Linked DNA regions of Ovis aries: region 2 is linked to region 1. The links are chromatin contacts, called in public Hi-C maps. All regions are on one chromosome and are shown on one strand. The core of a region is the stretch at or near the end of the contact, and the rest is flanking DNA. Distances in the headings are between cores, read along the strand shown. Region 1 holds the start of SLC2A6 (solute carrier family 2 member 6). Region 2 overlaps ABO (ABO, alpha 1-3-N-acetylgalactosaminyltransferase and alpha 1-3-galactosyltransferase).

Region 1 (6,794 bases), core at 1,598-4,097:
AATCCCTGATCCGGGAAAATCCCACATAGAAAAAAAAAAAAATTTTAATGGGAAAAAACTGGGGGGATGGGGAAGAGCCAAAAACAAGAGCAGGAGTCCATTCAAGAGTTTCAAGAGTAGGGCAATCCAATCCACAAGGACAGAAGTCAGTGACGGGACCTCAGGAGGGCCCACGTGACTGGAAAGAGGTGCCTGGTGCTCTCTGGAGGTGATCAGAATCTTCTTTTTTAATATGTATTTATTTGGCTGTGCCGGGTCTTAGTTGCCGCATGCAGGATCTTCAATCTTCGTTGAAGCATGTGGGATCTAGTCCCCCAACCAGGGATCGAACCTGGGCCTCCTGCATTAGGAGCTCAGAGTCTCAGCCACTGGACCACCAAGGAGGTCCCAGAAGCCTCTTTCGTGATCTGAGCTGCAATTCCTGGGGGGCACACAGAAGTTTACTCATTGTGCCGTACGTCTGACATGTTGCTACTGGGCTTAGATTTGGCTGCTTGAAGCTTGCAATCCAGTACTCAAGGAACAAGTGTTGGTAGGAAAGGAAAGCTTGCTTTGTATAGGAGGCCAGCAACCTGGGGGAGAAGGCCGACTCGGGTCCAAAAGCCAACTCCGCTCGCTGCTCGGGGGATTTCGGGATTTTCACAGGTGACAGAGGGCTTCCCAAGGGCTGGGCCGCGTTGTGGTTAGTCACTCAGTCCTGTCTGACTCTTTGCGGCCCAATGGACTCAGCCCACCAGGCTCCTCTGTCCATGGGGGTCCTCCAGGCAAGAATACTGGAGTGGGTTGCCATGCCCTCCTCCAGGGGATCTTCCCAACCCAGGGATCAAACTCAGGTCTCCTGAATTGCAAGTGGATTCTGTACCCTCTGAGCTATGAGGGAAGCCCAGGTGGTAGAGAACTGGCCTGCCAGTGGAGGAGGCATACCAGACACACGTCGCCACTCCAGCATTCTTGCCTGGAGAATCCAATGGACAGAGAAGCCTGGCAGGTTATAGCCCATAAGGTCACAAAGGTTCGGACACAACTGAAGTGCCTTAGGTGGAGGGAGGGGGCCACATACCAAAACAGCACAGTCAGGTCCACCAATCAAATTGGTCACACAGTGGTCTCATCGGCGTCATCTTAAGTACAGTTAATTTTCAGTTCCGTGATTGGCTTGGGTCCATTTCTTTGAGGCCTGCAGCACCTCCTGTCGTGGCTACGGTCTGGTCATCAAGGAGTTAACTCCTTCCACCTGATGGGGGTTTCAGAATCAGCCAACAGCTCACAGGAGATGACTCAGAGTATTATCTATAGCCTTTGAGGAGGAACTAAGAGGTCCTTGACTTTGTTTAATGACTAAACTTTATTATTTTCCCTGTTTGCTTTTCTTTGCTTCTGCATTTTTTCCCCTTTCTCTGGATGAATTCATTCTATGGCTAACGTTTTTCTATAGACAAAAGGCAGGTGATGTTCTGTCCCGGGAAAGCCCCATCGGGTCCTGCTCAGAGTCAATGTCTTCTATCTCAATTTCCAAACTACGGTCATGAGGACCACGCAGCATTGTAGCTGGAGTCACCACTTACTGGATGTGCTGAGTCCAAAGACTATGTCCCTGATAGCAAGAAGAAAGTGCTTAAAAGCGTGAAGTGCCACACGATCTGATGCACATCCAGTGTGCAAATATGCAAACAGGTACGTGGAGAAAAGAGGGGAAGCTGAGGCTGTTGGCAGAGCGCGTGGTTTTCCCACGTCTCTGCTTTGTCTATTCTAATATATATGGTTATATCTACTTCGATGAGTATAAAAGAGAATTGTAACAACTTCTTAAAACTCTTTGCTATTTTGACAGATACAATTTGGAAATAATCCAAATGCTCAACAAGGAAGGATCGGTTTTGAAATATACGTGGACGTCCATTCAGTACAATAGGGTCTGATCCATCTTCCTCTCTCCTCTCTGAAAAAGTCCAAAGGGAGAGTTGGCACTAGTGACTCAGTATTTTTTGTCATTGTTCTGTGGTGTGTGCGTTCGTGTGTGGGTTGGGTTGGGTTTTTTATTTGGTTGGTTGGGGAGTTTTTTTAGGTTGGACTTCCAGGGAATTTTCAGTTTCTGCTTTTCCTATTTGTAAATTGTATCTTATTACCTGGATGATTTGCTACAAGCCCAGGTTACTCCCCCAGTCAGAAATAGGAAAATATACAAGTCTCGCCCACAGGAACCGCCACCCCCTCCTGCCTTCATGCCACACACCCTGGCTGAGGGGCCCCTGGATCTGGCGAGCCTGCCAGGTCTCACCGCGTTAGGGGACTGCGGTGACTCCAGACGCATTGTGGCAGGGAGAGGGCGTGGAGCGCAAGGCGGAGCCCACGGCCTTCCTTCGAAGGGGCACAAATATCCCCTGGGTGACCCTGACGCCTTGCGGCCCCTCTCTGGGTTTCAGCTTCCCCCAGCTTATACCAACTGGGCCCCGGGTGGGATGCAGGGATGCGGTCTACGCCCCCAGGGCTGGTACCCAGCCTGCACCAGGCCCCGCACGACTTCCAAGAGTCTCCCCACGTGAAGGGCTCCTATCTGCCTAGCGAGCCCTGCTGCCTCCAAGGGCGCACGAGGGGCCTGCGGCGTCCAGGGAAAACCCTGCCTCCCGGTTCCGGTTACTCCGGCCGGGACGCGAGTCGGCTCCCGGGGAAAGCCCGGCCGCCCCACCCAGCTCCGCGCCAGCATCCTCAGCATCCGCACCACTCGCGGCCGCCCCATTGGCCGACGCCCGCTCGGCAGGGCCGCCCCGCAGCCAATCGCGGCCGGGGGGCGGAGCTCCGGGCTCCGCCGGATGCTTCCATCCGCTGCGGCCCGACGCGCCTCTGGACAGAGCCGCCCCGGCCACTCGCGGCGCGCCCGGGCGGGAGGAGCCGGTCATGCAGGAGCCGCTGCTGGGAGCCGAAGGCCGGGACTATGACACCTTCCCCGAGAAGCCGCCCCCGTCACCAGGGGAGAGGACGCGGGTCGGGTGAGAGTCGTTTGGCGTAGGGTCTGCGGGTGGAGGATGCGGATGGCCTGGTAACCTCCAGTGGGCACCTGGCTCCCCGACCTTGGGCCTCCACTGACTGTCTGGGAGTGGCCCCCAAGGGACCGCCTCGTTCAGACACGCTAGTCCGGGTCCCCCCCGAGTACTAGGCCAGCCCCCAGCTGGCAGAGACAGGACCATGGATGCCCAGGGAAGGTGAGGGGTTTGCCTAAAGTCAAGCAGCAAGCCTTCTTGCGTGGCAAAGCTGGGGGCAGACGCCAGGGCTCCTGTTCTGGGAACAGCGCCCTGCACCCGTGTCCCAGCCCCAGCAATGAGCTGTCCTCATGCCCCGGGGGCTTCCCCAGGAAGCTGGTGCTCAGGCCCGGGAGGTGCCAGTCTGACCAGCTCTTGACCCAGCTGTCCCCAGCACTGCCCTCTGAGCAGGCATCCATTGTGCTCAGGCCAGGCAGCAGTTAGAAGTGGGGGGACTCAAAGATCCTGACAGCGCTGCACCGCCCCCACACACACCAGGGTCCTGCAGAACAAGAGAGTGTTCCTGGCTACCTTCGCTGCTGTGCTGGGCAATTTCAGCTTCGGGTACGCCCTGGTCTACACGTCCCCCGTCATCCCCGCCCTGGAGCAGTCCTTGGATCCAGACCTGAATCTGACCAAAACCCAGGCATCCTGGTTCGGGGTAAGTGCCATGCTCTGAGCTAAGGGACAGGGCAGAGGGACCGGGGACCCACTGCACTCTGTCCCCAACTAGGAAACCAGCCCCCTTCCCCAAGCAAAGCCACAGGACCCCCTCCAGGGCCCTGGTCTGCCCCTCCCCCATCCACCCCAGGTCGGCAGTAGGGGTGGGGGGTAGTGAGGCCAGACAGTGCCTCCGAAATGAAAGCGGGAAGTGAAAGCTGATGGAGAAGGCGTGGGAAGGAGCAGGTGGGGAGGTGTCCCTTAAGATCTCTACCCAGCGGGGCTGAGGGTTCCCCAGACTGCCCCCCACAGCAGAGCAGGCACCTCCCTGGACAAGGGGAGGCAGGACACTCTGGTACTGATGGGAAGAGCACTGCTGGGCCACAAGGGTGCCAGGAGAGATGGTGGGCATGTGGGTAGGAAGAGCATGGGTCCTCGGACTCCCAAGTGCCTAGAACTGCTGTCTTAGTAGCCTTGGATTTGCAACCTCAGCATATTAGCTAAGATAATAACACCCAACACGCGCTCTGCACCTAGGCTGTGCCGGGCCCCTGCTTGGCACTTCCCACGAGAGCTTGTTCACTCCGGGGCCAACCCTGTGAAGTGGGTGCCACTGCTCTCCCCATGATGTAGCTGCAGAAACTGAGGCTCAGGCTCAGTAGGATGCCCAGGTTGCTAACTGGGTCCAACTCCCTGTGTGCTCAGCAGGGAGTCCGAGAACCCCAAACCTTAGAATCCCAAGGGCTTCAAGTCACAGAACCCTCCTCTCTGCTATATGACAGTACTAGGCGTTTAAACATCCAGCTGGATAGAACCATGGCAGACACCTGTTGTGGCTTCCCTCACAAACAGCTGTCAGTGTGCTGCTTGTACCCCTCTGGGGACAGGAGGCTCACTATCATCCACAGCCCCAGTCCTGCAGCCCAGGCTCCCGGGACAGCCTGGGAGAGCAGGTGTCTCTAGGCTCTGATGGGGTCGGGGTGGGGGTGCTGGGTGCCCAGAGCGCCCAGACATGCCTGCCCCGCACCCTCCTCTGCAGTCCGTGTTCACCCTCGGTGCGGCCGCCGGGGGACTCAGTGCCATGGTCCTCAATGACCTCCTGGGCCGGAAGCTCAGCATCATGTTCTCAGCTGTGCCCTCAGCAGCCGGCTATGCGCTGATGGCGGGCGCCCACGGCCTCTGGATGCTGCTTCTGGGAAGGATGCTGACGGGCTTCGCAGGGGGGCTCACAGCTGCCTGCATCCCGGTAAGGCCAGGACTGCCCAGCCTGGTCCCTTCACTGCCTCAGTATTTGCACTGATCACCATGAGCTGAGGGCTCCTGGCTTTGGAGGCTCCCCCCCACAATCCAGGGGGATATGTTTGCCAGGGAGCCTCAGCTCAGCACCCCCAGGGCAGCTAACATGGGGGAAATGTGACACCATGCCCCAAGTTGCCCCCAGTCTGGACTCCCCAAACTTCCTGTCTTGAGGCCTGGCAGACTCGTTGCTCAATCAGAGAAAATCCACATTGAGCAACGTAACAGGGAGGAAAAGGAAGTCCCTGCCCTGCACCCCTCCTGGGACCCAGCATGTTACCCATCGATCCCACGTCAGGGCTGGGCAGGCCCAGCTGGGCACGAAGCCCTAGCTCAGGGGAGCGGAGGCCAGAGTCTGGGGGCCCTCGGGCCTCCACCCTGTCAGGGCTGAGTGGTTCTGCCCACTTGACTGTTCAGGCAGCTGAGGTCCTGCTGAGATCACGACCAGGGCGAGAACCCATGGAAGCCCCCACTCCCTTGCTTCCCGGGGCTCACTGGGCCACCCTGTTCATCCTAGCCGGGCCGGCACATGTGCTCAGCAGAGGCCGGGTGGGCTGTGTCTTGCAGGTGTACGTGTCTGAGATTGCTCCCCCCAGCGTGCGCGGGGCCCTGGGTGCCACGCCCCAGCTCATGGCGGTGTTCGGGTCACTGTCCCTCTATGCCCTTGGCAAGTATCATCCAGAGGCACGCAAAACACCTCCTGCGTGCAGGCTGGGGGGTAAGGGGACGGGGCCGCTGAGCAGCAGGGGCCGGAAGGCACAAGCCAAAGCGTGAGTCACTTAACCGGGTCCCACTCTTTGGGGCCCCATGGACTGGAGTCCACTTGGCTCCTCCGTCCATGGGATTCTCCAGGCAAGAATATTGGGGTGGGTTGCTATTCCCTTCTCCAGGGAATCTTCCAGACCCAGGGATCAAACCCAGGTCTCCTGCATTGTAGGTAGACGTTTTTACTGTCTGAGCCACCCGGGGAAGCCCGACCCAAGAGAGGAAGGGACAAACCTGCCCACGAATGAACCCGCTGCCGGGAAGCCAGGGGTGGTGGCTGCCATTGTGCCGCACGCCTCCAGGCAGTTCCCTACCCCTCTCTGGTCACGAGGCCCCACCCCTAACTGGGCCGTGAGGGTTCCCTTAGGCTGGCAGTCTTGTAAACTGTCTTAATAGCAGAATGATTTCTGGCAAATAGTCTTAGGTGGGAAGTCCATAGATTGAAGTGATCAGGTCTATGGCCATAACACCCAGAATGCGCCCGATCTTGTCAGATTTCAGAAGCCAAGCAGGGTCGGGCCTGGTTTATACTTGGATGGGTGAAAAGTGATTGGAGTGCGGCCGGCTTGCGGGGGGTGGTCAGTGTTTGCTGGTAGAGGCCCCCAGGGCCTTGCTGCTCAGGCTACTCCTCCATCACCCTGCTGTGACCCTTGGGGCCCTCCAAGGACCTGGGCCCTTTGATCAGAGTGCAGCCCGGCTTGGAGCAACCAGGGTAGGCTTCCTGTAGGAGGCGGCCCTGGGACTAACCCTTGAAGCCAAGTGAGGCTGCTCAGAGGCCCCCCGATGGGAGGGGTTGTGTCCAGCCCCGCCCCAGCCCCTCACAGCTCCTGTCCGCAGGCCTGCTGCTGCCCTGGCGCTGGCTGGCCGTGGCCGGGGAGGGGCCAGTGCTCGTCATGGTCCTGCTGCTCAGCTGTATGCCCAACTCCCCTCGCTTCCTGCTCTCCAAGGGCAGGGACACAGAGGCGCTGCAGGCGCTGGCCTGGCTGCGAGGGGCCGATGCCGACACCCGCTGGGAGTTCGAGCAGATCCAGGACACTGTCCAGAGACAGGTGTGTG
Region 2 (6,882 bases), core at 3,807-6,306, 170 kb after region 1:
CAAGCAGCCTGTCCGCATATTTGATCCTTAGAACAAGTGCTCAGTTCAGCGGCTCAGTTGTGTCCAACTCTCTGCGACTTTATGAACCACAGCACACCAGGCCTCCCTGTCCATCACCAACTCCCAGAGTCCACCCAAACCCATGTCCCTCGAGTCGGTGATGCCATTCAACCATCTCATCCTCTGTCGTCCCCTTCTCCTTCTGCCTTCAATATTTCCCAGCATCAGGGTCTTTTCACCTGAGTCAGCTCTTTGCATCAGGTAGCCAAAGTATTGGAGTTTCAGCTTCAACATCAGTCCTTCCAATAAACACCCAGGACTGATCTCCTTTAGGAGGGACTGGTTGGATCTCCTTGCAGTCCAAGGGACTCTCAAGAGGCTTCTCCAACACCATAGTTCAAAAGCATCAATTCTTCAGCGCTCAGCTTTCTTTATAGTCCAACTCTCACATCCATACATGACTACTGGAAAAACCATAGCTTTGACTAGGCAGATCTTTGTTAACAAAGTAATGTCTCTGTTTTTTAATATGCTGTCTAGGTTGCTCATAACTTCTTCCAAGGAGTAAGCGTCTTTTAATTTCATGGCTGCACTCACCATCTGCAGTGATTTTGGAGCCCCCCAAAATAAAGCCAGTCACTGTTTCCACTGTTTCCCCATCCAGAACACGTGCTGGAATTGCATAAAGATATTCTTCCTGATAACACAAGGACCCCAGGGAGCCCTGAGGGTGTGTGGCACATTCTGGGTCATGCCTTCAGGAGCTTGGAGACACGGTGGCCATGTCTTGCAGCTTCCCGCTGTGACTCAGCTCTGAAACCGCTCATCCCTTCTGGACTCCCCCTATTTCCATACAGTGCCCAGGTCTTGCGGCCTGTTGAGTCTGGGGTCTGACCTCTCTTCTTTGTTGTTGTTTTTGGCCAAACTGCGCAGCACACAGGATCTTATTTTCCCGACAAGGGATTGAGCTCAAGCCCCTTTAGTGGAAGCTCCGAGTTCTAACCTCTGGAGTGCTCTTCTTTATCTAACGCAGCCTTTTTGGATTCTCCCTCAGGCAGCCTCCTCTTCTATATTATTCCTGTTTCTGTTCAGTCCTGTCTGACTCTTGGTGACCCCATGGCCTGTAGCCTGCCCGGCTCCTCTGTCCATGGGATTTCCCAGGCAAGAGTACTGGAGTGGGCTGCCATTTCCTTCTCCAGGGGAGGGGTCAAACCCAAGTCTCCTGGGCCTCCTGCATTGCAAGTGGATTCTTTGTCTGCTGAGTCATCGGAGAAGCTAATCTTGTGTTTAGATTTCATTTCATCTTCTCCCCACACCCTCATTTTTGTCAGGTTTTATCTTGTCTTTTTTTTTAATCTTGTCTTTTTTTTTTAAAAAAAAAAGAAAAAACAAACCTGATAAATATTGACATCCAAAAGAGTCATCTTGAACTGTGGTATGGAGAAGACTCTTGAGAGTCCCTTGGACTGCAAGGAGATCCAACCAGTCCATCCTAAAAGAAATCAGTCCTGAATATTCATTGGAAGGACTGATGCTGAAGCTGAAACTCCAATACTTTGGCCACCTGATGCGAAGAACTAACTCACTAGAAAAGACCCTGATGCTGGGAAAGATTGAAAGCAGGAGGAGAAGGGGATGACAGAGGATGAGATGGTTGGATGGCATCACTGACTCAATGGACATGAGTTTGAGTAAACTCCGGGAGTTGGTGATGGGCAGGGAGGCCTGGTGTACTGCAGTCCATGGGGTCACAAAGGGTCGGACACAGCTGAGCGCCTGCACTGATGCTGCCTGACTGAAGAGCCGTCCAGCTTCTGAAATACGTTTTCTTCTAGAGCAAAGTTTTTAAAAGATTGGACTCTGCCTCAGAGATTCCTTTCATAATTTTTTATGGCTGTAGAATTTTTACATTTTTTGCTTGCATATAACTTAAAATTCCATCCTGGTTTGAATATGAACACTTTCCAGCAAGCTTCAAAAGCTCCCAGGGACGTCCCTGGCACTCCAGTGCTTAAGACTCCATACTTCCAGTACAAGGGGCTCAGGTTCAAGCCCTGGTTACGGAACTAAGATCCCCACATGCTGTGTGGCGCTCTATGGGGCAGGGTTGCTGTAAAACAGAGAGGGGGCTGGCTCTCAACTTTAGAGTGTACGCAGATCACTTAGGGAACCTGTTAAAAATGGAGATTGCTACACATACATGCCCCCTCCACACACACATCCCCCTCCTAACTTGCTCAGGTCTGGATTCAGGAAGTCTGGATTTGCCTCTAAAAACAATTCCCCAGATGATTCTGATGCTGGGGTCCCCTAGCCACAGAGAGCAAGGCCATGAGCAAGCTATTACAAGCTAATACTTACAAGCTATTCAGTTCAGTTCAGTCACTCAGTCGTGTCCAACTCTTTGCGTCCCCATGGACTGCAGCACTCCAGGCTTCCCTATCCATCACCAACTCCTAGAGCTTGCTCAAACTCAGGTCTGTCGAGTCGGTGATGCCATCCAACCATCTCATCCTGTCATCCCGTTCTCCTCCTGCCTTCAATCTTTCCCAGCATCAGGGTCTTTTCCAGTGAGTCAGTTCTTTGCATCAGGTGGCCAAAGTATTGGAGCTTCAGCTTCAGCATCATTCCTTCCTAAGAATATTCAGGACTGATTTCCTTCGGATGGACTGGTTTGGTCTCCTTCCAGTCCAAGGGACTCTCAGAATTCTTCTCCATCACCACAGTTAAAAAGCATCCATTCTTCAGCACTTAGCTTTCTTTATGGTCCAACTCTCAAATCCATACACGACTACTTGAAAACACCATAGCTTTGACTAGACGGACCTTTGTTGGCAAAGTACTGTCTCTGCTTTTGAATATGGTGTCTAGGTTTGTCATAGCTTTTCTTCCAGGGAGCAAGGGTCTTTTAATTTCATGGCTGCAGTCACCAACTGCAGTGATTTTGGAGCCCAAGAAAATAAAATCTCTCACTATTTCCATTGTTTCCCCCATCAACTTGCCATGAAGTGATGGGGCCGGATGCTATGATCTTCGTTTTATGAATGTTGAGTTTTAAGCCAGCTTTTTCATTCTCCTCTTTCATCAAGAGGCTCTCTAGTTCTTCTTTCTGCCATAAGGGTGGTGTCATCTGCATATCTGAGGTTGTTGATATTTCTCAAGTTATTAGTTGGGGTTAAAGTAGGGTGGAATGGGGGAAGGGGGGATTAGGGCACCGCCTGGGGGATCTGCCTGTGCACGCCATTCTCTCCTTCCACCCACGTGAGATGTCCCACTGGCTCCACTCGGGCCCCACACCTATTTTCTCGGGAGCCAGAGACCAAATGGTCAGAATGCTGTGTTGAAGTGTCAGCCTCAAAACCATAGCCTGTCCGCTCTCCTCTGTCTGGTGATGACTCAACTCTACACTCTTTTGTCCCCCCAGCAACGTGTTCAACCTGATCCCCAGAAGACAGACAGAAGAGTCTCAAAGGTAATGGATGGGTCTTTGGAGTCAAGGTGGTTCCTTCTAGAAAGATCTAGAACAGAAATAAAAATAGAATACACAGTGAATTGGAGGTCCTTATAATGAAAGAGGCACTCAGTTCCCGGCTGATTCCGAGTTCCTCTCCCTACCCTGTTTTCTCAAACCTAAAACACTACAAAGACATAATCCTGTTTTCTGGTGGAGAGAACCCCTTCATGGCTGGCAGCAGCTCCAGGCCCAGGTTTGGGGACGAGCAGTGACCAGAGTTCAGTTCAGTCGCTCAGTCGTGTCCAACGCTTTGCGACCCCATGAACCGCAGCATGCCAGGCCTCCCTGTCCATCACCAACTGCCGGAATCTACCCAAACCCATGTCCATTGAGTCGGTAATGCCATCCAACCATCTCATCCTCTGTCGTCCCCTTGTCCGCCTGCCCCCAATCCTTCCCAGCATCAGGGTCTTTTCACATCAGGTGGCCAAAGTATTGGAGCTCCAGCTTCAGCATCAGTCCTTCCAATGAACACCCAGGACTGATCTCCTTTAGAATGGACTGGTTGGATCTCCTTGCAGTCTGAGGGACTCTCAAGAGTCTTCTCCAACACCACAGTTCAAAAGAATCAATTCTTCAGCGCTCAGCTTTCTTTACAGTCCAGTGACCAGTGTTGATTCTATGTAAGGCCATCCCCAGTAGCCAGTCCGTGACAGGGCGCCCTCTGACCCCATTAGCACCCAGACGGGAAAAGGCTCATTTTTCCTCCCAGAGCTAATTCTTCCGCGATCGTCAGTCTCTGGCTGACCGACAACAGATAAGCTGAGCACTCCTGACCAGCCTCCTGCAATAGCCCGCAAGGCAGGACCTCCAAGTCAAGTCCAGCCCAGCTCCCTCCTCTGTTCAGGCCTTGGGGCCCAGCAAATTACTTGCTGGGTAGAAGGGTGGATGAATGGGTTGAGCTGACCGGGCTTTTCTGTCTCAGCAGCCTTGAGGCCCACCACCTGCAGGGCCAACGGGAGGGCCTGCCTTTGAGGTAATGACTTTCACCTCTTCCTTTTTATCCACAAAACTTGGCATTCCTGAGCCTTGGCAGCAGCTGGAGAGACTTTGCTTGGTCTTCGGGACTGGAACAGCCGGGCCCCTCCCCTCCAAGCTTCATCGGTGGGGAGGGGACAGGCCGGGGGAGGGGGCGGGGCTGGTGAGGGGCGGGGCTGGTGAGGAGGGGCAGGGCTGGTGAGGAGGGACTGGTGTGAGGGGCGGGGCTGATGAGGACGGGGTTGGTGGAAAGGGTCGGGGTTGCTGGAGAGGGACTGGGCCGGTAGAGAGGGCGGGGCCGGTGGAGAGGGCGGGGCCGGTGGAGAGGGCGGAGCTGGTGGAAAGGGGCGGAGCTGGCAGGGAGGGCCGGGCTGTGGGAAGGGGACGTAAGCCTAGCCTTTGCCTGGTTAGCGCCCTCCCCTCTTGAAGGGGCGCTTAGTTATCAAGGCAGTCCTTTTTCCTGAAGTGACCGGGAGCCTGTTCCCTCTGCAGCCAGGGTGAAAATGGCGTGGTTCTGCAGCGGTTGCTGCTGGAGAAGAAGGAGTCCAAGTAGGGTGGCAGCGGGGCTCCCAGGGCTGACGGGGCCGTCGCCAGAGCTTCCCTTCGGATCGCAGGGCCGACCTGGGGGCCCGTGGCTCCCCACCCACCCCCGGAGCGGGGCTCTCCCCAGGCTGGTTTGTCACCATCTGGCGTGGCATTGCTTCGGGCAGACTCAGGCACCCAGACACCGCCATCGTGTCCGAGGTGTCTTCGCTCTGCTTCCCGCCCCCGGTCCCCTCACCTGCCCACACGGCCGAGCTCTGCAGCCATGCGGAGCCCTCCTCAGTAGGGGCTGCGACGTGATGGCCCTCAGGAGCCTGGCCGGGCTGCACAGCAGTGCTTCTCCCAGCGCCATCAGCTCTGAGCGCTCTGTTTTCCTCCCTCAGTGAAGGTGACGGCCACCTGGACACCTGCAGGATACCCGAGGTACCCAGGTACTGTAGACCACGTCTTTGGGCGGTGTCTGGGCAAGTCAACTTGCTGTCTCCCTGCTCCACTGTCCCCCTCACATCCCCTTTGAGTCTAATTGTGAGATTTATCAGGAGGGAAGGAGCAAGAGAAGCTGGGAGGAGGCTAACGAGGGGCAGAAGAGAATGGGAGCAGGGGGAGCAGGCGTCAGATGGTGGGGTCACAGATGAGCCCCCCGTGACCTCGGCCTCCTGGCTGTCCCAGCTCAGCGGTCTTACCCAGGGTAGACTAGCTGTAGCTTCTAAGCCCTCAGCTCTGTTGAAAACTGACAGGGTTGCCAGGGAGGGTATGGAGGGTGAAGGAGCCAGCAGGAGAGCGGAGGGGGGCAGTGAGGTGGCTCCAGACGTGATGCAGCCGGTGGACGGGTGGGAGAGGCCACCCCTGTGCTTCCCACTCCTGAATAAAGCAGGACACCAAGACCTTCCTTGTAACGAGTTAGACCACAGGAGAGTCTCTAACCTCAGCTGAGCATTAGACGGGGAAGAGCCTCCTAGCCCATTCTCACATTTCCACCCCATGAATTTATCTGTCTGTTTATCCCTAGGGAAGCCCCTGACACCCCTTGGCTGGGGGAGGGGTGGGAGGTGGCTGGATGAAGGAAGATGGGAGGATGGAAGGAAGGAAGCCCCTGTGGCTGAGTGCCGCCTCCTGGCAGAGCTGCCCACTGAACCAGGAAAAGGCCCCTGGCAGCTCTGGCGTTGGTGATGTGAGTGTCTGCTCACACGCATGTCTTGTCCACAGGTTGCTTTACCCCAAGGCTCAGCTGCTCAAGCCCTCGTAAGTAGACGGAGTTTCTGTTGTGGCTGCGACCGGTGGGTTCCCTGCCACTACCTACCTTATGGTTGCCTTTCTCTCACTTCACTCCCTGGTTCCAGTCTTTCTTTTGCCCTTTTCCTTTCCTTTCTGTCTGTGCTATGGGAGGCTGGGCTAATTTTCAGTGGGTTTGGTACACATTGAAGGACCGATGAAAGGTGCCTCTAATTTGTGGTCACCAGGAGCTGTGCAGAGGTCCACACCAGGCATGGAATCTTCTCTTGTTTCTTCTTGGGGAAGGAAGCTGGGGACTGGGTTGGGTTATCCCTGAGGCCTTTCCATGAGCATCAGTGTCTGAGGGCTGATAGTCCCAGCTCGCCTTCACATACCAGTGTCTGTCTCCTAATCCGGGCCTCCTTGCCTGTGCCCACACCTCCTGCTTCCAGTGCCCGAGAGAGTGCCAGCAGCCTGTCACCGAGGCACTAGATCCCCGAGCTTCGGGACAGGAAGTCGCCCAGAGAGCCGCTTTCATCAGCCCCATTTTATGGGCAAGGAAACTGAGGCTCAGAGAAGTGAAGGAGGTTGCTTGAGGCCCCTCTGCCGGAGTCCAGCTCCAGCAGCCAGGCATT

What was found. Hi-C and Micro-C count contacts between places; a contact is called where the count stands out from the background.
Region 2: a contact with region 1 is called in a Hi-C map of liver, with 2.7 times the contacts expected there. The contact joins the enhancer-like site here to the promoter of SLC2A6 in region 1. A contact is called at or near these places in 3 of 16 Hi-C or Micro-C datasets (blood, liver and muscle).

The regions. Positions count from the first base shown.
Region 1 is chr3:2,581,069-2,587,862 of ARS-UI_Ramb_v3.0, forward strand. SLC2A6 (solute carrier family 2 member 6) reads left to right here and starts at 2,848. Exons shown (of 10, transcript XM_042248008.1): 1 at 2,848-2,987; 2 at 3,516-3,678; 3 at 4,717-4,923; 4 at 5,541-5,640; 5 at 6,576-6,787. The coding sequence starts at 2,896.
Region 2 is chr3:2,749,650-2,756,531 of ARS-UI_Ramb_v3.0, forward strand. ABO (ABO, alpha 1-3-N-acetylgalactosaminyltransferase and alpha 1-3-galactosyltransferase) reads left to right here. Exons shown (of 9, transcript XM_060411630.1): 3 at 3,422-3,472; 4 at 4,440-4,490; 5 at 4,985-5,041; 6 at 5,419-5,466; 7 at 6,242-6,277. Among named protein-coding and RNA genes, the nearest start is that of ABO, 23 kb to the left of the region's middle. Within about 2 kb of position 5,057, at least 17 of the 54 cell types and tissues checked have an H3K27ac peak or open chromatin away from gene starts, as enhancers often do. A contact at or near this core is called in liver, where this site is marked.